Linked DNA regions of Mus musculus: all the other regions are linked to region 1. Evidence: chromatin contacts called from public HiChIP or PLAC-seq and promoter capture Hi-C data. All regions are on one chromosome and are shown on one strand. Each heading gives the region's core, a stretch centred on a gene start, on an enhancer-like site or on the middle of the called end of the contact. The rest is flanking DNA. Distances are from core to core; before and after follow the strand shown.

Region 1 (4,713 bases), core at 1,419-3,918:
GATCTGTGTGATTGGCCTGAAAAACACACTTTTAATCCCTCTGTTTGGAACATAAACAGATGGATTAGTACACACCTTTAATCCCAAACAACGAAGATAAAGTTAGTTTGAAGAAGGATGCATCCATGTTTGAAATCAGTGTCTAATTGAGGGGCAGACAAAGTGATGAATCAGAGAAAGAGTTGACAGAAAGAGTCAGAGATTACCCAACTCTCACCAGGAGAGCACAGGAAGGAGAAGCTATTTGAGAGCAGCACAGGAAGAAGGGTGAGTCAGTGGGGAGTCAGTGCAGTGAGTGCAGTGCAGAGGAGCTGAGTTCATGCATGAGTTCACACAGCTCAGGGCAGGTCAGCAGAGTCAGTTGAAGCCAGACAATGAGAAGGAGCCAGAAGACTAGAACAAATTGCCAGAGTTAATTTGAGGCTAAACAGAGCAATTCAGCAAGAAGCTGAGAGAAGCCAGATTGAAACAATCAACGTAGAAAGGAGTCTGAGCCAGAACAGCTGGATTGAGACAGTTATCCTGAGTTCAGGATGAGCTAGAAAGCATGAGCTCATTCAGCAGTAAGCCTTCAAGACAACAACGACATCCGGTTAATAAAAGATACATTGACAGTTACTTGTTTTGTTCTCCCATGTCTGTATATTGCTCAGACTGACAACCTCAAATCAATCATTGAATCATCAAATACTATTGTTTATCCAAAAGACCCACAATCTACAGGGACACTTTACTTACTATTGAATTTATTTTATTTTTTCAATTTCAAAATTTTCCACAGTACATGGGATTCTTCCCAAGCAGTGTGCCTTTCATGTCCCGGTTTGTCTATATTATTCTTGGATTGTACATAATTACTTTTAAAAAATCCACTGCTCAAAATGTCATACTGAAATGAGAATCTGAATGGCAAACTCACTTCTGAATTTCATATTTTCTGAAACTAATTATTCTTAGTTTCTTTCACAAAGAGAATAGCCAATTTTGTCTCAAAGACTATTCCGAAGGATAGTCTAAAAACATATGGAGGAATCTGAGAGCCTCATGAGTACCCGATGTTTAGTTTTAATAGTCATTTTAATTATTAATTTATTTCCCATTATCCATAGGTTTTCTATAACACACACAGAAAGGTAAAAGGCCATAGAAAGGGTTTGAAGGGACATGTAATACAAACGTGAAAAAAGTAAAACAGAGCACATTTTGTGATGGACAAAGGAGTGGATTACTGTGGTAAATGCTTTGAAATTGCCCATACTCACTTTGAGGAAGTGAGAAATTTTAGCATTAATAGTACTTATTCTCCAATTTACTTTGAGTCTCAATGAAGTATCTATGATCGTCTTTCTTTAACCCTATAGCAATCTTAGGTAGATGTCAGTTGAATAAGGATATTAATTTCAGTAATCAATGCACAGACCCTGCCCTTAGGTAAAGCTGATAAAGTTGTTATCTATGTTCTAGTTACTTTGGTTTCTGGAACAGAGTGAAATGATTGTGAAGTTACAGGATGTTACAGTTAGGTCTGTAGCCCATCTCCCTGGCTTTTAAAATATGCAAGTGTCTACAAAGACCACCCCGTGTTAAAAGTCGACATACTTCATGTTGTTTCAGCGTTAAGTACTGTTTAGAGTTTGTTATCTTTTGTGAACCTTGCAAATCTAATTATTTATAATCTCCGGTGACATTTACATTTTGCTAAATATACTCTGTCCATGTTATCCTTTAAACATGGGTAAAGGATGCCTGGTTGGACTTCTTGCTTGTATAGAATGTAGGATATTGGAATGACCTAAGTTATCTTTTTGTTATAATCATATCACTTTAAGCACATAATTCTGAAAAACTGTCCACAGCCATTGCTATATATAAAATGAAGACTAAGAAGAAAAAGCCATCATAGCGGATATCATTTGTTTACCATTTAACTTTCAGCTGTGAGACCAAACCGCTATTACAGCTTACTGCTGTCTTGAAATAATACAATTCATTTCCATGCCAGCAGCTCTAGAACGTTTGGTTTAGTTTTTGAAACTGCTTGAAAGTAGATTGAACAGCTGACCTATTGTGTTAAGTTTACTTACACAAACATGGTGTCATGAAAATAAACTCTGAGAGTGCACAACACTGACTTCCAAGGTACTTTACATCCTGTGTTAATGCTTGCCTTACCCAGGCCCAGCGAGTAGAGAGTCTCAACTTTACCTACACCTCTCTACATCGAGACACCTCTCTCAGAAGACCAATACCTTGACCTTTAATCTTTCTTAAATGTGAGCTGAGATATGTTTTTGTTTTAGGAAAATGAATATACGGCAGATTTCTTTTTTCATATTAACTCATTTATGAAACGATGGAAAAGTGACATTTTACCCCTCTGGCTCTTGAAATACGCACTTTCCTCAAGAGTCAAAAGTAACATTTCTAAGATGGAAAATACAGAAAACTTGAATTGTGAACAAGGTTCTGTGGAAACAGTGAACAAATTAATTTGGCTCCCGGATAGTGGGAGATTTAGACTGTGGATTTATTGAAAGATGAATGAGCATTTCAAAGTCCTTCCCGAGGCCACGGCTCAGCCTTTCACATGCTCAATAGTATTCTGCAGGTCTTCCTGGCCCCGCCCCGACAGGGTGAGGACCTGTCTCCCTTGCCTGGCGGGCGGGTCAGAGCCGGGGAGATGCGGCGAGGCACGTGGGCTGGAGACACTTCCTAGAAACGCGCGCGGGCTCAACCCTGCCTGAACTTTCCTGTAAACAGAGCGCTGACAGGCGGCATCCCCGCTGGGTGGATCCCGCGCTCCTGGCGCAAGTGGCACTTCTTGCTTCTAATTATCGAGAGGAGAGGCGAATACGAACTAGCTGCTCGGCAAGTCAGTGCAGGAGGCTGACTTCTGGGAGGCTGGCGGGGAGGCTGGGGGAAGAGCTGGGGGAGGCTGCTGCTCTGCTCCGACTGTTTTCTCAATGAATAGCTGGCGGGGAGACTGAAGCTAGCCACAGCCTCCTCCTCACTCCGCGTCTGGGTGACGGCGACAGCACCAGCCCGGACCTGGCTCTCAAGACGCGCTCCTTGGACGGTCTCTTGCTCCGCGCTTCTAACCACCGGGCCCAAGGACAGAAAGGCTTAGCGGATCCAAATATTGCCCGGCAAATGGCACTTGGGAATGGTATTTTCTGATGACAACCCCTTCTGTTTGTGACAAAGCCTGTCGCCCGCAGTTGCCCCTGGAGGGAAGTACTAAGTAAAACTCAATCCTGTCTTAAAGTGTGGCTGCAGGGGCCAGAGGAGAGCCAGCACGCACCATGGCACCGGCCGGACACATCCTCACCTTGCTGCTCTGGGGTCACCTGCTGGAACTCTGGACCCCAGGTCACTCCGCGAACCCCTCCTACCCCAGGCTACGCCTGTCACATAAAGGTAGGTTACCTTTCCTTATCCTTTTGTTAGGAAAATGACCGAATGGAAAGTCACTTAACACAGGTCCATGTTGCCCCCAAGACCCTCAAAGTGCACCTGAAGCATATTGCCACACTCACCCAGGAGTGTAAGCACCTCGAGTTAACATATCCTACCTCATCTGGAAAAAGTGTTAAATCGCTTGCCAACTTGGAGGTGTTATTTTTGCCCTAGAAATATCAGATATTATTCTGGAGAAGTTCACTCACCGCTCTGCAGAACTGAGAAGGTGGGGCGCAGCTGCTAATAGCTGGAAAGGCTAAATCCCCCAAGTGAGCTGTAGCTACTGAAATACCACTACTTGCACTATGGGAGGCCTATGGGACAGGCTTTAAAAGTAGAGGCACACTGTTGTTGCTGCTGTCGTTGTTGTTGGGTGTTTTGTTTGTTTTCTTTTTAATGAGATTGAGAGGAGAAAAGAAAATTCCTGAGGAAAAAAAATGATATCATTCCCCCGTGTAATTAAAATGACTAACAAATAATACAAATTAGCCTTCACACTGAGTTGATTATTAGAATATTTTAATATGTGGCAAAATAAAGTAGTTTATTGGCAATCATGGTAAAGTGACTTGTAATGATTAAATATTACTATGTACTAGCTGTTTCTTTAAGTGTGCATTCATCTATTTTTACTGAATGCTTAGCACAATGTTTATTTTACTCTGCACACAGCTCCATCATATTCATAAATAAATGATCAAACGATAGGTTCTGCATCAGGACCAGTCAAAGCCAATCATCAGTCCTCCTGTCACCAAACAAATAAGAAGCAAAACCTGTGTTAAGAGGAAGCGATTTTGTTGACTTGAAAGGAATTTGGAATAAATTATTGGGAATGAAGTATTCATTACCACCACCAATTAAGACAGAGAACAGATGCAATAATAAGGATTACATAAGAGCCATTTTATTCAACCGAGTAAGCTTTTAAATTGTCTTTCACTATGGAAAGAACATAATCTGCATTTCTGAATACAAGAGAAGACTTTTAGCAGAGGATGGAACCAGAAGGTCTGAGTTTAGTATGACATAAATGGCCCTTTTGTCTTCTTATTGGACAGCAGTAAATGTAATGGTGACTGTAGAAATTTCTCATCTTGATACTTAAAATTATGGGTATCTTCTTGATTTAAATAATGTTCTTGTAACATTAAGTTCTAGGTACCAAAAATGCATTAAGTATATAAATATAATTCATTTGTAACATTTAACACACACCTTTTGATTTGGGACGATATATTATGATGGAGATAG
Region 2 (4,713 bases), core at 868-3,367, 490 kb after region 1:
ATGCACACTAATTAGTTACAGCTATCATCCGAGGAAATAAAAGCGATATTTACACACATGTAAGGAAAGCACTTGACTATGGGTTAGAGTTTCTGTTCACATCAAGTTGGTAGAGTGCTAGTAGGCATGAAGATCCAGATTTAATAACCCAAGCACCACAGGAGGAAGTTACTCTTTGCTATGCCACCATTCCGAGGTCAGTTTGGGCTACACAAGACCCTGTCTCAAAAACAACTTCAACAACTCACTTCCTAAGAACTAACAAACTAGCTAGACAATTGAAAAGGAAAACCTAGAGTTTGTAAGGTCTTGATGACAAAGCCAATTTTGAAAGTCAGCACTCCAAACATGTCCTCATTGCTAAGTTCTCATTTAATAGTCCATTTATTTTCCACAACTCATTTTTCATAGTCTGCTGGCATTTTCTTCAAGGGGAAGAGTGTAAAGAAGAAAGGAAATTTACACTTTTCCAAAATGGGCCATATATTATTCCTATTAGTTACTAATTTCCTTACATCATCATCTGATTTTGTTCTTATGACTTCCCGGGTTCCTTTCCACCTACAGAAGTATATAAAAATTAATATGCTGTTTTCTCCCCTCAATCATTACTCTAAAGCTACAGCTTGAAGGTTGTGGTTTGCAGATGTGCATACATAAAATATTATTTTATTCTCTCAAAGGACGAGAAACAGTTAACATATGAATCTTCCTTTTCCCTACTCGTTTACAGATGATACTGATTTCCATGCGATGTCCATGCAATTGCTGGTTCTGAAAGAGAAATACTACAAGATGCAGGATTTTTGCCTAATTATGTCCTTTTTTGAAGTAAACTCCCCTTTTAAAATATTCACATATTCTATTTGCCTGTAGGACTATCAGAAAGTCTGATTGTTTGGGCTTAATTTGTTTGTGAAAACATTCTCTTTATCTTAATGAATGACTTGAAGCTCTGACTTTGGAAGTCACATCCCTAATATATTATGAAAGAATCAAAAAGTCAATCAGTTTCCAGTGACATAACAAATAATGCAATTTCCTCTGTTGAGTAGCTGTCATTAACTCTAGTAATGTTAGACACAGATTGTTTTGTAACTGTGCCAATTTTCTATTTTAAAAGTAGAAGGTTTGAACCTACTTCATAGATAAGAATTTTGTCAAAACTTGGAAATGTATCTTGTGAGATCATGTTCATATCTGTGTATTAGTTCAGTTTCTTATTCTTAGCTTTTGATCTCTTTAAGCTTAAAAGTTGAGACTTAACACTTTATAAGAAAACATTACATAGCAAATTTTGAGTTTCAGACTCAGCAATAATTGGAATAATTACTCTAGAATAGAAGTAAGAAGTATGGTGGTGGGGTGCTGAAAATATAGACAGCTTTGTTGTTAAGCAGCTGTGTGATTAACGAGATTTATCTACTGAGATTTTTCTCTTTTTACATTTGTTAAATTAGAAATAATAAAATGGATGGACAAGACTTGAAACCATGACTTAGAAGTTTTACATAAAAGCAACAGACTTCAAAATTTGTTGTTCCCTTGGCGAGCAATTTCCCATAATTCTTTCCATTGGTGTAGTTGAGGAAACAGCGCAAGGTGCAAGCATTCAAAAAATTTTCCCAATTTACTAATGTATCACTTTGAAAAAGTCAACCTAATTGTTCTGGTAAAGCTCTCTAAGATAAAGGCCATTTCATCTCATATTGGGAAATTTTCTTTAAAAACTAGACGGATTCTTTCTCCCTCATCTTTAGTTACCAGAATCTTTCTTAGGAAATTTTATAAATCCTTTCACAGTCCCTTGGGAGGATTCGGAGGTGAAGGGGGGCGGGGGGAAGAAAAAGAAACTACAAATCCCAAGAGGCAGAGCTGCAGACATAACCCCTTCCGCTCTTTTCCCCCTAAATTGAGCTCGCGAAAACTCAGGTTGAGGCATCCTGCTATATGCCTGAAGGAAGTGTCCGCAGTTCGCCGGGCCTTTTAGCATGGCATCATCTGGTGCCTTTAAGTCGGTGTCTAGGCGTCTACGCGCGATGCGACGCAGGGCGGGTAGGCGTGGCGGACATCACCTGTTCGGGGCGGCGCACGCGCAGTACCGGCGCGGCGAGGGGGCGGGGCGCGGGGCGGGGCCGTCGGCGCGGGGCTGGCCGAGCTCCGCTGCTTCTGGGCTGCTCCGGCGCTGAGGAGGCAACCGGGAGACAGGGCGTGAGAAGCTTCCCTGGCGCTGTCCAACATGGAGGAGCTGCCCGGCGCCGGCACAGCCTGCGGACTGGTCTGAGCTCGCCCCACTTCCCCAGGCAGCCGGGAGGGCGCGGAGCCCCCAGGGCTGGGCAGCCTGCACGCCCCGGGGCGGACCCCGGCTGGCGGGGCTCGGACGGCCGCGGGCTTCTGCACCGGGACGTGTCCCGCCGAGCCATGGGCAACGAGGCGAGCTTGGAAGGGGAAGGGCTCCCCGAAGGGTTGGCGGCGGCCGCAGGCGGGGCTGGCGGCTCCGGGAGCGCCCTGCACCCGGGGATCCCAGCCGGCATGGAGGCGGACCTGAGCCAGCTGAGCGAGGAGGAGAGGAGACAGATCGCTGCTGTCATGTCAAGGGCGCAGGGGCTGCCCAAGGGAAGCGTCCCCGCGGCCGCTGCGGAGTCGCCCTCCATGCACAGGCACGCACAGCATGATGGAGAGGTCCAAGCATATATATACCGCTTCCCGTGCACGTACGTGTATGTGCCCGCACGGTGGTACATATATGTCGCCTCCCTTCATTTTATTCTCCCTAATGGGGTGGCGATAAGGCGATCATAAGCTTTTGGATGGGCGGAATAAAAACGATGCAGTGTAGAGTTTCTGGTGGGATAGTCATGGGTTGCATTCTTGGAATTGTGATTTTAGGTTGTGATTCCCCTCCCCTTGGCCTTTTGCAACCTTTTCCACTAGGTTGGTGTGGAGAGACGCCCTACGGTGTTTTTACTAATCTGGAAATCTTCCATTAATACAACACAGATGTTTAAAAAATGGATAGAGCTGGGTTGCTTGTTTACCTGTACGCTTAAACCTCTGTAGTGTTCTGAGGTCTTTTTTCTCTGAGAATGATGTGTAAATATTCTTATAACAATACCCTTAGCCCACTGGAGGGGACTGGTCCTTCCTGCCCAACCTGTCCCTAGAGAACATGAGCTGCCTAGGTGAAAAGCATAGACTAAATATACCTTTTATATTCAGTGAAGGCCCTAAGATATTTTGTAACATTAAACAGATGGTTCGGTCACAGCAGAGCAGGTGCTGTACATGTATTTCTGAATTAGCATATGCTAGTTTAAAAACCATTGCTCTTTTATAATGCAAAAAATGACTTTCCGTTTATAGAACATGCGAATTTGTATTACCTTAAGCTTAGGTTTCAGTACTCAGTTAAAAACAAAATAAATAAAGGACAATTATAAAACTAATCTTTAGTATTAACATATTAATTTGCTCTCTAGCTTTTTATTTTCCCTTTTCCTAATGAATAAGTTGTTTTCTAATTAGAGGACCCAGGGTATAATCTTGTTTTCTCCACCTCTGTTATTGTAAACAAATACTTTAACTTTACATCCTTCTGCAGAAAAAATATCTGTCTATCCATGGTCCTGAAACATCCTTTGAACCAACTGACAGGACTTCCACAATCTTGACTTGAGATACTGAAAGGTGTAGAATGATCTACTTCATAAACTTGAAAAAAAAATTCAACTAAGCTGCCAGAATGCAAATATAAGTGCGCAGTTTTGCCAGATATCATAATGAACTTAGTATAGGAGCAGTCTCAATTTCTGAAGGACAGTGATTTTGTTTTCAAGTATTATCTGAAATGTTGGGACTCTGTCAGGTAAAAACCCCTGTTTAATATGAAAGAAAACACTAGCGTACAAATTAGCCCCCGAATTTGAAATGTACTTATTGTTTAAAACTGTGGTTTTGGCCTTTTTCTTTATTTACAAGGTGAGCTGGGTTTCTCCACTTGCTGGAATCCTGACTTTGGAAAAAAACGGTAGCGTGCATTTAGTCTGTCATTTTGGGATAATAACGAGGAGTAGAGATTTTATTAGTCAGATTTATCATTTTTCCAGAGGGGCTCATGCAACAGGTCTGGCATGGATACAAATGCCAGTGAGATTTGTGTTTGCATTTCTATCTTGCTTCTGCACAACAGATGCTGAGGAAACAATTCCACCTATATGTGTTGCTTAGGTTGTATGTGCACTGCAGAATACTTCCAGAGTTTCCCATTACCAACTGGACACTTTGGGATGGCTATTACTAGGCAATCTGTGCCCTAAATTGCAACTGGTTATGGTTTGCAAAAGATATGCATGAAGAATTTCTGATTTTTGTAACACATTTTTGTTTTGCTGAAATATTTCTATAAAAGCCATTTTTGGGAAAATATGCATCTGTATGATAATGAGTCACTTGACCTGTCGCTTAGGCTTTCAGGATCATTGTCATTAAATATATGTGTATCTAGAAGGTCCAAATTATTTCAAATTTTAAGAACTTAAAAGATGTGCATTTATTTATTCTGCTTTATTTTTGAGAAGTAAGAATTTTCAGTCTCAAGACTCAGATTCTTACATGGATTTTATGTGACTCACAGCAAATTAATATGCATTTTTCAACCCATGTGTGTCTCAGGTTCCTTGCCTCTAAGGAATATAATAAGACCCGTCTTACCTA
Region 3 (4,713 bases), core at 1,392-3,891, 400 kb before region 1:
ATTACAAATAAGAACACTCGGGTAGAATCATAAGACGCCTTAGAAGCATTGGCCCTATGGGAGGCAGGGGGTCGAGGGGGGTGGGGTGGGGGAGTGCGGGTAAAGAGATTAGAAAAAGACATGAGCATCCATTGCTGCTGCACAGAACCCTGTGGGGAAGCAGCTATGTGTGGCCACAGATATCCCAATGAACTTGGCTGTGCTGGACAGTACACAATAGGTACGTGCAGCAAATTGATATTTTGAATAACTTCAGTGCATTTTTAGTGAAGAAAAGTGGTGGGACCTCAGTCCACTTCATATTATGATGTCACTGGGCGGGGACACTGGCTGGGGATCAGAGTCTCCAGCTCCTGATGATGCTCAGGCTCAGGCAAGGCTAAATCTTTCCTGACAGTGTCACTGACAGTAACCTTGAGCTTGTGTGCCTGCACAGTGACTGAATCTGTGACACCTTGCTGATAATCAGAGTCCTTGAGGATTTACAATGTAGCCTTTGTCTCTCACTAGCTTCCTTTTCCCCAGCCTCTTATTTTAAGGGATAAGGGAAGTTTTAATAAAGAGCTGTGTGGGTGACCTTACAAAGTAAGCGAACATGGGCCACAAAAGGAAAATTAGCTTGCTTGCATGCAGCAAGCCTAATGTTAGAAACTTGGCCTTCCAGGTTCCCAGAGCAGATGTACTCAGCAATGCAGACTCTACACTACAGAAACCAACAGAAACCCCAGAACCGTGATTTGTTAATTTAGAATGAGAAATCAGTCTGATAGAAGAAGAAAGGAACTCAGCAACAGGATTGAAATGCTGTAGCTCCATGAACCATAATTATTTGAAGCGTCAGTATGTCTTTAAATAAAGAAATATTGAATTTGTACAGCGTATCTTAGTTAATTGTAAGGTTGTAGACAGCAGTTTTCTTCCCCCAGGCTGTACCATGGAAGTACAGTGAGGAAGATAATAAATAAAACAACTCATAAATTCAGAAACGTATGAAACCATTTGACTGAATAATGTCCCTGTAAATTCCTCTCCTGAGAACTTTTGGTTTTGTCAGGAAGCAGATTTGGGGACCAAGTGCTTGGGTTCAGAAGAGCAGAGTCCATAGAGAGGCACATGGAGAAGGGACCGTGGGGGACGGAAAGATCCAGTGATCAGAGCTCTGCTTCTGTAAGGTCAAGAATTCCAGAAGCCACCAGATGCTTGCAGAAGCAGAGAAGAGCTGTGCCCAACAGCTTCAGTCTTGAAGACCATCTTCTCATCCCCTTGGTTCCAGACTTGCAGTCTCCACCACTCTGAGAGAATGTGTTTTCCTTCTATGTTGTCTTACCATTTGATGGAATTATTTGCTAAGGCCATGCTGGGAACAAACACATTAATCATTCAATATAGTGAAGAACCACGAAGACAATGTTTTGATAAGAAGTAAATAATGTTTATTGTTTTGTTTGAATAAAAACAACCTCCCACACACACACACACACAGACTTGCACGCACATGCACACACACGCATGTGCGTGCAGGGGCCTATGATAAATCTGATGAATGTCCAAGACAGGAGTAACAGCAGCGACATTTGGAGACAGAAACAAGGTCCGTTTCTGGAGCCACCTCCACCATGGCGCTGGAACTCAGTGGGCTGTGCTTAGGCAGAAGTTGGCCGGGTAGAGAAGAGTTCACGATGCATACAACATGGGACATTATGCAAACTCGTGTGCCAGAAATTAAAAAAAAAAAAAAAAAAGTAAAAGGTACACTTCGCCTGATTTAGGATTTTGAAAATTCCCCACAGCTGCTGGGGGAGGAGAGTATTTAAGTACACTGGGCTCTTAGGTGAGCAGCTTTGCCCCATTAGCACGTAAACTTGGAGTATGTGCACAATGCAATGCCCAGGTGTCTAGCTCTATTTGTAGCACATTTTGGTATCAATTAGAAAGCAGAAGGCAGAAGGGGGAGCCTTAGAGGAGGAAGATATGGATCCTACGTGGTTGCCATGGGCTGAAGACCACCTCTTCCTTAAAGCGCACCCTCCCTCACTAACAGTCGCCGCTTTTCTAGGCAGAAACATGGCAGAAGGCTATGATTCACTGTCTATCGACCACTATTGTTGCAATTGCCTTGGAAACGGATTATTCTAGAGAATGTTTGCCTCTTCATTGTTTAGTCTGTTTCTCACAGAAAGACAAAATTGACTAGGCTAATTTTCTGAGATAAGGATATCTGAGCACTTAAGATTTCCTTAGAAACACGAAAAAGAAAGAAGAGAGTCGAAAAACTGCCACCATGTGTCTTCTTCCAGGAATGAGATCTTTCTGTTATAAAGTTAAACAATTACATTACCTGCATAGAAAACCTTCTGTGCAAAGACCGAAATGGATAGGTGATGATTTCCTCGTTCTACTAATAACAAGTAATGATGCAGACATTAAAGGCACTGGATCGTGCTCAATGACGTTTCCACCACATACAGGGAAGAGTAGTAGCCAAAAGGTGGCTTTTTACTCTAACATAGATCATCAAAAGGCATCCCCTGTCCTCCCTCCAGTTAAAAACGCAAAGTTCTCTAGAGCAGTTGTGCTCACCCGGGGAGCTCGCACTCATCAGGTCATTGTGAATACAGGAAAGAGGAAATTGCGTCTCAGCCAGCTTGACACAGACGCGAACAGGGCAGCTTTCTTATTGCTTAAGCATACAATGCGGTGTGTTCAGGTACACTGCAGTTTCTTTCTCACAAAGAGCCAATCCAGCCCGAACGGTGAGGGAAGACGCTGCTGGAGGAGGATTTATTGAAATGCTGTACATCTTGAAAGGATTACGTGCACCTGCACATAAAGAATCTCAACGGCTTTAGACACACGGGCTAAAGGCGCCGTCTTTATTACACTTCTTTCAAGTGTGCATACTTGACTGATAATCTGGACAAGTTTCAAGTGCTCAGGGTCAGTGCCGAGGAGCAAGCGCGCCACCTACTGGTCAATATGGTCAGGACCCACCAGAAAGCCTTCAGACTACGTGGGGGCGAAAGGACCAAAGTGAAGAAGAGATCATTTCTTTAAAGCTGAGTTACAGAAATTGTGAAAAGTGGCAGTTTCCCCCAGGTTTTTATCCCATTTTCAATTCCATGAAATTAGATAAAACTTCACTGTAAAAAATAAATTGGGAAGAAGAGGTAAAGGAGAAAAAAAGATGTCTTTTTTCAGAACATTTACAGGAAAATTCTCATTTACAGTAAGAGTGCTTTTTTATTGTTGTTGTTGTCGTTCCCTTCTTCAAACTATTTCTATTTCCTTATAAGTCACTTTAACTAAATTAGCTGTTAAGCAACGTGGAAAAACTGGATAGCTAAAACGTCGTGTTCTCTATGCAAGCACATTAATTTAAATTGAGGCAAGCATATATTAAAATATAACAAAGTTTAATAGATTTGTTATTGCTCAAGTATTTTGATTAACTTTTCTTTTGCTTAAAATATTATACTTATGTAAGATAGTTTTCATACTTCATTTTTAAATTCTTGAGATGGAATCTTTAATAATTTACTTTAAGAAACTATATATTTAAAATTGTTTTTTAAATAATTATCTTGACATATTTCTACATAATCTGCATATATTTTACTCCTATCTATGCTGACTTGCAGAGCTCACACTTAGGAAGTAGTGAAAATTTCCATGACTACTAAGATGTAGGAGGCTGTAACTGTAGGCCTTCCTAGACCTCCCTCCAAGGACCTGTGGCTCCACATGTCAGCTGCTAGCCTCTTCAGGTCCCCACCAGCTGCAACACACTGAGCGTCCTCAGGCTCGTCCAGCCTGACATTATCAGAGGGAGAAGAATGGTCCCAGACAGAACTGCAAGGGCCAAGGATTGCCTCCTACTGTTTAGTTCAATAGGCCAGCTTAGCTTTTGAAGTTCCTGTCAGTTCGCTGAGCCAGAATTCGCTCTCTGTCTAGACTTGCTCTTCTTCCCTTCTCGCTTGTCCCCTGTGAAGGATAAGGCCAGTTTCCCTAGGCATCTCCTGCAGGTAAATACCACCTCAGCGAGAAGACAGGTGGAGCCTGTGATGTCAAGACCACCTCTTTTTGTTCTACTCTCTTCTATGGAAAGACCATAGTTCTTAATTTCATTCAAATATTTTCATCTATTAAAATGTAATCAAATACATCATAGATTTTTCTAAAATAAAAATGATACAAACTGTATGCTTTTTCCCTCAAGTGTAATTTATATCATTGGAATATTTTACCCAATCCTATATGTATAGGCATGTGTGTATATTGATGCTTTCATAGATGGTTTATTTTATGAAAGTGATGTTTTAACTTCTATTTATTGCAACTATAGAATGTTGATGTCTAATATAAGCAGATGCTGAGAAAGCGTTGTGTGTCACAAAGGAAAATACGCTCTGAATAATTTTAAATGATTTACTGACCTTTGCCAATTATATGGTGACTTGAGAGAGAGAGAGAGAGAGAGAGAGAGAGAGAGAGAGAGAGAGAGGGAGAGGGAGGGAGAGAGAGAGAGAGAGAGAGAGAGAGAGAGAGAGAGAGAGAGAGAGAGAATATCTGGATTTCAAAATGGGAGTAAAATGCCCTCTAGTGGTTAAGATTTTAATAAAGCAAGCTTTACTTATAAATATTAAACTCATTTACCTAAAAGAATTAAGCATGCTCTGGAAGCTCTGCCTGGCCAATCTGCAGTGGCAGACAGGG
Region 4 (4,713 bases), core at 971-3,470, 360 kb before region 1:
ATTTTAATACCCAATGAAAGGAAACAAAACCGATTCTTTATGTTTTTCATAATTTTTAAATTGCCTCCTACAAAATAAAATTAGTTTTCTATTATCCAAAGTTGAATTTAGAAATCTTTCTCCACTCTGATGACAGATAGCTTCCTGACTGGAGAAAGGGAGCTTGGAGGTGATCCGTTTTACTATAGATAAAATATATTCTTTGCCAAATGCCTTGCTTTCCCAATTTCTGTCCTGAAAATCCAAAAGATTTATTTTCTCCTTTCTTTTCTAAACATACAAAAATGAATAAAAGCATATTTAAATATTTTAAACTGACAGATAGTAACTGAACGAGTGTGGGCTGATATGGTCTGTTTTAACATATCCACCAGCAACACAAGAAAAATGTTGCTGAAACTACTATGATTGAAAAGTTTTAAAGTTTAACCATTAAGTTTCCACTCCTAGATTAGGCTTTGACTTTATATTTCTTTAAAACAGTTTTCTTTGCTCCATATACTTTTTTGATTATTATGTATTAATTAAATAAATATATTGGGTGATGATAATCCAAATTCAAATAGATATTATATTAGCTAAATTTGTTTAAAGGAAAGTTATGGATTTTCATGCACGTGAATCTTTAAATTAAACTACAAAAAATAATATGCACTAATGATTCTTTATCTAATACAGGTTCTCTGGGAAGGAGCTTACAACTAGTGATTCTGACTCAACTTGTGTGAATCATTTGCACTCCTAAGGAGTTCCCAGGCATGCTGAGTCATATGGTATGCCCACAGACTGAATCATGAGCACATATGCCTGAACCTCAAGGTGTCCATATGGAACTGGATAGCTCCAAAATGTGAAGCATGATTCAAAGACCATTTGTGAGAGGAACAGATGGAGATTGTCTGCGTAGTTTAAGGGGGAAAAAACACCAAAGAAAAGTGATCAGTTTCTTTTCATGGGATCCTGTGCTTGCTGGAAGCCAGAAATGCCAAAAGTGCTTAAGCCAAAAATATCTCTGGTTCTGCCATGGCCAAAGATGGGAAATGCACGAATATAGGACTAATTTTTCTCCTTATCTATTTTCCGTGAATCAGTTTCCACCTTTGCAGAGACCATACTAAGGACATGACTGAAACCGTAAGGCAGGTGGACACCTGGTGTAGGAACTGGGCTTATCAGCTGGGCCTCCACCCCTTCCACCTAGTAATGCCATATTAACCCAAAGGCAGGAAGTCTCAATGGAACCGCATGCACCTTCCTGCTGTAGAGGAATGGTTCTGTCTCTTTTTCTCTTAAGCTCCCTATAATAATATATTTCTTTCTAAAAACATCTCCTGTCTGGTACATGAGTTTCAGTTTTAGAATTTATAAGATGAGAAGCTGAAAGCAAATGGGCTGGACAGCTGTCTACTTTCTTCCCCAAGCAAACCCCAAGAGTCAAGAAGGACTCCATCACTCTCCAGGATTTCCCAGGATTCCTGAATCATGAGTTTGCCAACAGAGAGAAAGGCATTAGTTGACAACTTCCTGATAAAGGTACCAACTCCTCACCTTCACTGCGGCCACTTCCTGTCACTCACCACAAACTGATTTTGTGTTGCCTGTTCAATAGTTCTCATCTCAACTGAAGAGATCAGGTAGTTTATTAGGCTTAAAAAAATTCTCTGAAAACATTTACAGAGAAAGACACATGTGGACCAAGTAAAGAAAAGTGGCTATTTTTATAGGATGGTGTTTGATAAATTTATAGAGTGAAGAAAAACTTGTAGTTTTTTTTTTGTACTTGGTAAGTGAAGTTGTTGACTCTCTCTGTGTTAAGGCTGGATTTATTACTCAAGAAATGAGTTTGCTCCTTGTTCTCTTCAAGAGAGTAATGATTGATTTCGAGTGTTGATCTAGTAGTTTGCCTTAAATAATGATCTCAAGGATAAAACATTGTATGAAATTGTATTTCATTATTATTTACAAGGAATATACAGTCTATTAGCTTTAATAATGATATTAATAAGTGACTCATTCTGTTCAAATTCAGAATTAAAGAGCAACCCATTTATGACAAGATTGATTGATAGTTGTCAATTTGATAAACATTTTTTTTTCTTCTTTATAAAAACTGTTGGATGCTTTTCACAGCCCATTTTAAGCTTATTGCACTATGAGACCAAGTTCTGGGCAATGAATTACATCCTGCAGATGGTAAAAGACTGAGTCAGAGACTCTGGCTACAGCAATCCTTTTGGGCTGGTATTATCTATCCAATTTTTGTAGACACTTACAGTGCACATTATATCAGTAGATTGTCATGTGCAGTTTGAGCTCCTAGCTGCCTCTCCCCCCACTTCAGGACATGCATGGTTGTCTCAATGTGATTCCCAAATCCATTTTTCAGCATAGCCTGCTCTTCTAACTCTGTGATATTGAGGGAAGCAGACAACAAAACATCCCTAGAGTAAAACCATTGCGTTGTGTTTAGACCACCTGGACATTAAATCATTTTCAATCAAGGCTAACTTAACTACTTGATGAAATTAAAAGGCCTTCATTAGTGAATTCATTAGTGAATGTGAAGCTGTAAATTGAGCCCTGGGAAAATTGTCCAGAGAGAGACATTTAGCCTACAAATTCCATCACACTGTGTCAAATGCCCAGCGAATTTCTGCTGGATATTTGTAAGCTCTTAATTTGATGTTACCTTTGTTCACTCTCTCAATCAAGGAGATGTAGTCATTTCTGTTGGACATCATTAACTCCTGATTTGATGGCATTTTGTATATCTGTTGCTCTTATCTATGTACTACTTTCTATTTGAACTTTTACATTCGCTTGCTATATGCTTAATAAACTGAATGTATGATTCTTATAGATCATTCTCCAAACATACAGAACAATGCTTTTTCAGTAACAAATATTTGCATAGTTTCTATATGCTAAAATTTACCCTTACTGCTTAATTTTATGTGGTCAAAGAGATTTAATGAGATATTGTCATAAAAATATCTCAATAATCCTTTCTTTTAGATTGAGTAATAAAATACTATCTTTTAATGGTGGAAGTACATTGTTTTTAAAGAATTGTAGTAAAAGATGAAGCATAAATTTGACCTTAGACTCAGACTGATGTTCTAACTAATTTTTCTATGTTCTTTTATATCCCTTAACATTTCATCTCATTTCATATCTATCAAGAAAATTATCCCCAGGTATTTATATCTCTCTTTTCTCCACCTGCTAATAAGAATGCTTTTGTGATATTTGCTTTCTTTAGCATTCAGTTGTTTTTATGATTTTTTTACAGGCATCAAATGTGATTTTATATAATTAGTATCTACTATTACCAGAATATTATTTGGTTTAATTCTATATGAAGATATATGAGTGAGAAATCTTATCATGTACAAGATTTTGAGATAATATCATAAAGCCTATGTTTGGCACAAAATATAAAATAATACCTAGACTATGAGTATACACAATTACTCTTTTATTAAAGATATCTATAAACTTCAGTTTTCTGTCTGAATAAAAGATTAATACCCCATCTTTACTTTTAATCTCATCAATAAATGTAATATATAAAACAGAATTTTGAAAGTTTATGTTTCTTGGTTCAGGAAATTCCTATACCACTATCCAGAGTAGCACCCACTTTACACCAGATGGCATGATCTACTCTAGCTAGACCAAAATTAATTACCAAGATGAAAACTCATGAAGATTGATACTTTCTTGTTTTGTCACATCTGAATCACATTATTTATACAAGAAGTATAATCAAAAGTTATTTTGGTATAAAAAAGTAATAGAGTAAATATACACGCATGTAGGTTAAGTTAGGATTTCTAATCATAAGCGAATTTTTGTTTCATAAGTTCTACAAAGCATTTAGTGTTAGAATTATTGAACACTTTTATGCTTCTAAGTGTCAACACCATTAAGAACTGGTAGTAAGGAATGTATAGAAATACAAAGCTATGTCATCCAGGTACACTACACAAGAAATTAAATGTCTTCTCTGAAAAGACATTTTTTACTTCATCCACAAATGCAAACTCCTTTCCCTCTAAAAGTCTCTGAACTCTTCTCTTGCCTCTGGTGTCTTTTGGAAGAAATGTTGACTATTTGCTAACAACATGAAAGCCTTCTCCCAAGCCATTGCTTCTTATTTTTTTTTTTTTTGCTGTGTCAATGATGTAATTTTTATTAATCTGTTCATTTTTATCCAGAAATTAGAAGTATAACCATTTTACCACTTTAATACAATTGCAAGAAATTAATAACTGCATAGTCAAAATTTAGAATAAAAAAATAACTGATACTGGTAGTAATAATAGTAATAACCAAAGCAAAAATTTTGAAGAAATACCACAACCAAGGCAACAAGGAAAAGAAAGGATTTAGTTGAGGGATTGCTTCAGAGTGTCACTGCTATAATGCCAATGGGCATTGCATCTGGCAGGTGTGTAGCTAGAGCAGTAGCTGGCAACTTATATCTGATCCACAAGCATGGGGAAGAGAGCAAGACTGGGCTTCTGAAACCTCAAAGCCAGTCCAACTGATATGTCTCTTCCAATAAGGCCACACCTCATGATGCTTCACAAAACAGTTCCACAAGTTAGGGACCAAGCATTTGATCATATGGGTCTATGGGAGCCATTCTCATTCAAAACACCACAGCTATTATGTGCTTTCTTCCACTTTTTAAAATTCCTTTTAATG
Region 5 (4,713 bases), core at 833-3,332, 330 kb before region 1:
ATACATTTTCAAGTAGAGTTACAGAAAAGCTACATTCTATCTTTCTAGAAGGGACTATAAAATGCCTTTTTTTAGTTTATGTGTGGTAACACTGACCAGTCATTTTAAGTTACATCATGAAGTCTTGAACTTTGCTAATGATGTAAAAGAGAAACAAACTTATGTAATCAAAATTGCATTTCCTATACAAACTCAAATACTCAAGGTTTTAGCAAACATTATATAAACTTTTTACTTTTACAACTATTCTATTACACTATTTGCTAAATTTTATTTGGGTTTATTTTCATTAATTCCTTTTATTTTAATAATTGGTAATAGATATGGCTAGGAATTGTGCAAAGACTTTTACACTTTCCATTTGTTTTCATCCTTACAACGACATGGAGATGTATGTATCAATGTAACTCTGACTCAAAGAGGAAAATCACATGCATGAAAAAAAGTTATGATAGTAGGTCTAGACTAATTGCATAAAAGTCTGAGAGAGCAAGGAAGAGGTCTTGAATAAAATAAAATAAAAAAGAAAAAAAAAAAGAAAAGGAAAGGAAAGATTGACAAAAGAGCACATGTGACTTGAAATAAAGGAGGAACCAAACTCAGGGGAGTTTTCTCTCCATGATGATCTGGGCAGCACTGGAAAGCTGGCCCTGGTGCCTGGTGTGAGTGCAAGAGAGCCAGTCCTTTCTCAGGCTTGGACAAAGCTAGAGCTGGCTCTGGTGGCACAGGCACAGGAGTGCTGGCGTGCTGACCAACTGGCCACCACTAGGTCCAGATCCAGGACTCTGAGTTGGCCCATCCCAACATCTACCCCCATCTATGAACTGGTGAAATGCATGAAGGGGCTGATCCTACAAAACCAAAGCTGCAGAATCTCCATGACACAGCTCAACAACAGGATATCTGAGTGGAGTCCCTCTGTGGATCCAGTTTTGATAGAGTAGCAGAAGCCAGAGACCTCAAACCAAACCAATGACTCCTTGCAATGAACATTTGCAAATGAATCTGTTTGGACGAAAGAGTATACTGTGTGATAAACCGTGATCCACCATAGTTTCTACGTCACATTTTTTTCATTTCTTTTTCTTTTTCATTTTCTTTTTCTTTTTCTTTTTCTTTTCTTTCTTTCTTTCTTTTTTTTTTTTTTGTTTTTTGTTTTTTGTTTTCTCTTGGTGAGTAGGTTGCAAAGGCAGAGGGCAGATATGGAGAGATGAGGAGATGAATGAGATTAGGTGGCCATTATGTGAAACTCAGAAACAATTAAAAAGATTGAAAGAGAAAGAAAGAAAGAAAGAAAGAAAGAAAGAAAGAGAGAGGGGGAGGGAGGGGAGGAGGGAGGGGAGAGAGAGAGAGAGAGAGAACGAAAGAACGAAAGAAAGAAAGAAAGAAAGAAAGAAAGAAAGAAAGAAAGAGAAAGGAAGGAAGAAGAGAGGAGGCCATTGGTGGCTGATACGCTGGGAGACACTGGGGCTTGGAAATGGCCAGGGAAAGAGACAGTGAGAACAAGTTTTATTTTAAAAACTATCTTAATGAAACCTAAATTGTTCTATGGCAATACATATTTTAAAGTAAATAGTAATAAAACTATCACAGGGGTTGATAGCATCATCTCTATTCAACACATAGATGCACGGACACTTGGAGAAGCTGATAGACCTTCCATAAGCCAGAATACTAGTTAACCCATACTGTGACACAGAACCTGGTCTCCTAGAATATGTAGTGCAAACATCTTTCCTAGATTGCTGTAATTTGTTTACATTGTATTTGTCCTGTCAGAGTTAATCTCTAATCTCTGCATATAAACTCTGTGACCTGCTTTGGTCACTGTTCTGTTTGTGTGCCTTTCCTGTCTCTTTGAAACAGCTGTGCACATAAATGGGCAGATCTACACAACTCTGAGGACTGCGACTCTCCTGGGTGCGGGGAAGAGCAAGGACAAGTCTGAGGTCAGCCCTACCCACTCAGGCCAACACACCTCTCATCCACCGGCTTCTGAACACTGCCCTAGGGGACCGGAATCACAGGGTGAGCAGCTCTACAGAGCTGATTCCTCTTATGCCCCGCACAGTAGAGTGCAGTACACCCACTGTGACAGCTCAGGCTGCCTTATGGAGAATGGTGTTGTGTTCCAGGTTCCCTGCTGACTGTGATGGAAATGCTTTCTTCCCCTCAAGGGCATCTTGTTTTCTTTTTCTTTTTGTTTCTTTGTTTCTTTGTTTGTTTGAAACTTTTTTTAACCTTTTATCTAAGGCAATAATCTCATTAATCTTTATCTCTGTCTCTGTGTCTCTGTTTCTGATTTTCTCTCTCCCCCCCCCCCCCTCTCTCTCTGTCTGTCTCTTAGGAGCAAGAAAGTAGATACATGTAGCCAGTATAACAAAAGTTATATTTTATTATGCTGAGGGTCTTCAAACAAAGTTCACACTCTAAATCCTAACTACAGTCCTAAGCCTATCTCCCCAAGGCTGCTCACTGGTAGTGTGAATCTTAACTGAAGGTCAGGTCAATCTCTAACAGAAGTCTCTGATTCCAGGATCAAGATCCTGGGTAAGACTGTCCAGCTGCAGGGCAGATCAAGGTGATGTCTCTTCCGATTTGCAGAGCTGAGCATTTCTCTTGATCTCTGTTTATATACTGTCCAGTGGGAGTTGTGGGGTTCTAGGACTGTCTCTTTTTCTCGAGAGAGTGATATCACTGAGTTTGGTTGCCATGTACAGCCTTGGGTATAGTGGAGATCCTGACTAAGCTAGTTTTAGGACACTAAAGGTCATTTTTATTGTGCTCATTCTCTCTCTCTCTCTCTCTCTCTCTCTCTCTCTCTCTCTCTCTCTCTAAGTCTGTGTGGAAGTCAGAGCTAGCCTTCACTCTTTGTTTTATTCCTTTGCCATAGGGCAGGTTTCTTATTTAATGTAGAGCTACACTGCAGGTTAGGCTTTTAAAATACATAGGGATCCTCCTGTGTCTACCTCTTACAAAGCTTGTCCAGCCTTTTTGTGAGGACACTGAAGCAGGCATTCATATTTACTAAGCCATTTCTCCGGCCCCACTCATAATGTTTTTATAACTAATCTTTATATGCTAGCAGGATGAGTAATATGTATTTTTCCCTTTTCTTTCTTAGTCATCTCTTCTACTATAAGTCTAGACCTCAGTTTCTCCTCTTTCTATTCCTCCCAGCTCCCAGCCCCCATTCCCTATTCCCCAGATCCACACCCACTCTCCATTTTCCTTCAGAAAAGGCTGGGGCCTCCTGGGGAATATCAATTGAAGACAACAGATCAAGTTACGATAAGCCCAGTCACAACCCCCCATACCAGAGCTGAGGGTGGCAAGCCAGTCAGAGGAAAAGGATTCCAACATCAAGCAAAAGGCTCAGAAACAACTCCCAACTCATGCCCCTCAACAGAGGAATGGATACAGAAAATGTGGTACATCTACACAATGGAGTACTACTCAGCTATTAAAAACAGTAAATTTATGAAATTCCTAGCCAAATGGATGGACCTGGAGGGCATCATCCTGAGTGAGGTAACACATTCACAAAGGAACTCACACAATATGTACTTACTGATAAGTGGATATTAGCCCAAAACCTAGGATACCCAAGATATAAGATACAATTTCCAATGTTAGGAATACCACAAAATATCAAGCTAACAACTATAATATATTAGCAGAGGACCTAGTGCAGACATATGTAGGCTCTGATTTCTGTTCCAGTCTCTGTTGAGCCCCTGCAAATCCTTCTGACTTGATCCTGTGGGCCATGATCTCTTGATGTCCTTGATCCCTCTGGGTTCTACAATTCTTCTTCCCCCTATTCTGAGAAGTCTCTTGAGCACAACCAAATGTTTGGCTCTGGGTTGGGTCTCTGCATCTGCTCCAATCAACTACTTGTCAAAACTGATAAAGAAAACGTGGTACATTTTCATAATGGAGTATTACTCAGCTGTTAAAAAATATGACATGGCAAAGTTTGCTAACAAATGGATAGAATAGAAAAAAAAATCACCCTGAGTGAGGTAACTCAGACCCAGAAAAACAGACATGGTATTCACTTACTTATAAGAGGATATTAAATGTTAAGTAAATTATAATTTTTAATTTATGTTTTCCCCCCTTGATGTTGTTTGGAGGTCAGTGTTTACATTCTATAAATGTGTCTTCTGTCTCCTATTTAACATTTTTTTAACCTTATATTCCTCGAGAGCTTCAAATGTTAGTTGTCAGTATAATCTTTTTTATTGATTTTATTTTTTTTATTTTTTTATTACGTATTTTCTTCAATTACATTTCCAATGCTATCCCAAAAGTCCCCCCCCCACCTCCCCCCCACTCCCCTACCCACCCATTCCCATTTTTTGGGCCTGGCATTCCCCTGTACTGGGACATATAACGTTTGCCTGACCAATGGGCCTCTCTTTCCAGTGATGGCCGACTAGGTCATCTTTTGATACATATGGAGCTAGAGTCAAGAGCTCTGGGGTACTGGTTAGTTCATAATGTTGTTCCTCCGATAGGGTTGCAGATCCCTTTAGCTCCTTGGATACTTTCTCTAGCTCCTCCATTGGGGGTCCAGTGATCCATTCAATAGTTGACTGTGAGCATCCACTTCTGTGTTTGCTAGGCCCCGGCCTAGTCTCACAAGGGACAGCTATATCACCGTCCTTGCAACAAAGGCTTGCTATTGTATGCAATGGTGTCATTGCT

The links. Promoter capture Hi-C pulls out the DNA fragments that hold promoters and counts their contacts. HiChIP or PLAC-seq counts read pairs in DNA pulled down with a chosen protein or histone mark.
Region 2: a contact with region 1 is called in a promoter capture Hi-C map of hippocampal neurons, with 3 times the contacts expected there. The contact joins the promoter of Pclo here to the promoter of Sema3e in region 1. A contact is called at or near these places in 2 of 39 promoter capture datasets (cranial neural crest and hippocampal neurons).
Region 3: a contact with region 1 is called in a FOXA1 HiChIP or PLAC-seq map of pancreatic cancer cells. The contact joins the enhancer-like site here to the promoter of Sema3e in region 1. A contact is called at or near these places in 7 of 39 promoter capture datasets (the 3T3-L1 cell line, 3T3-L1-derived adipocytes, cranial neural crest and 2 more), 5 of 484 Hi-C or Micro-C datasets (the AML12 cell line, embryonic stem cells, myocytes and 1 more), 1 of 115 datasets of contacts at active chromatin or transcription factors (pancreatic cancer cells) and 1 of 9 other capture datasets (embryonic stem cells).
Region 4: a contact with region 1 is called in a promoter capture Hi-C map of hippocampal neurons, with 3 times the contacts expected there. The contact joins the enhancer-like site here to the promoter of Sema3e in region 1. A contact is called at or near these places in 7 of 39 promoter capture datasets (the 3T3-L1 cell line, 3T3-L1-derived adipocytes, cranial neural crest and 2 more), 4 of 484 Hi-C or Micro-C datasets (cerebral cortex, cortical neurons and forebrain) and 1 of 115 datasets of contacts at active chromatin or transcription factors (neural progenitor cells).
Region 5: a contact with region 1 is called in a promoter capture Hi-C map of embryonic stem cells, with 2.7 times the contacts expected there. The contact joins the enhancer-like site here to the promoter of Sema3e in region 1. A contact is called at or near these places in 4 of 39 promoter capture datasets (the HPC-7 cell line, cranial neural crest and embryonic stem cells) and 4 of 115 datasets of contacts at active chromatin or transcription factors (embryonic stem cells and pancreatic cancer cells).

Annotation. Positions count from the first base shown.
Region 1 is chr5:14,022,608-14,027,320 of GRCm38.p6, forward strand. Sema3e (sema domain, immunoglobulin domain (Ig), short basic domain, secreted, (semaphorin) 3E) reads left to right here and starts at 2,669. Exons shown (of 17, transcript NM_011348.2): 1 at 2,669-3,417. The coding sequence starts at 3,303.
Region 2 is chr5:14,512,801-14,517,513 of GRCm38.p6, forward strand. It overlaps Pclo (piccolo (presynaptic cytomatrix protein)), which reads left to right and starts at 2,118. Exons shown (of 25, transcript NM_011995.4): 1 at 2,118-2,660. The coding sequence starts at 2,422.
Region 3 is chr5:13,626,285-13,630,997 of GRCm38.p6, forward strand. No RefSeq gene overlaps it. Among named protein-coding and RNA genes, the nearest start is that of Gm6647, 140 kb to the right of the region's middle. Within about 2 kb of position 2,642, at least 51 of the 459 cell types and tissues checked have an H3K27ac peak or open chromatin away from gene starts, as enhancers often do. A contact at or near this core is called in pancreatic cancer cells, where this site is marked.
Region 4 is chr5:13,666,826-13,671,538 of GRCm38.p6, forward strand. No RefSeq gene overlaps it. Among named protein-coding and RNA genes, the nearest start is that of Gm6647, 98 kb to the right of the region's middle. Within about 2 kb of position 2,221, at least 3 of the 459 cell types and tissues checked have an H3K27ac peak or open chromatin away from gene starts, as enhancers often do. A contact at or near this core is called in hippocampal neurons, where this site is marked.
Region 5 is chr5:13,692,994-13,697,706 of GRCm38.p6, forward strand. No RefSeq gene overlaps it. Among named protein-coding and RNA genes, the nearest start is that of Gm6647, 72 kb to the right of the region's middle. Within about 2 kb of position 2,083, at least 11 of the 459 cell types and tissues checked have an H3K27ac peak or open chromatin away from gene starts, as enhancers often do. A contact at or near this core is called in embryonic stem cells, where this site is marked.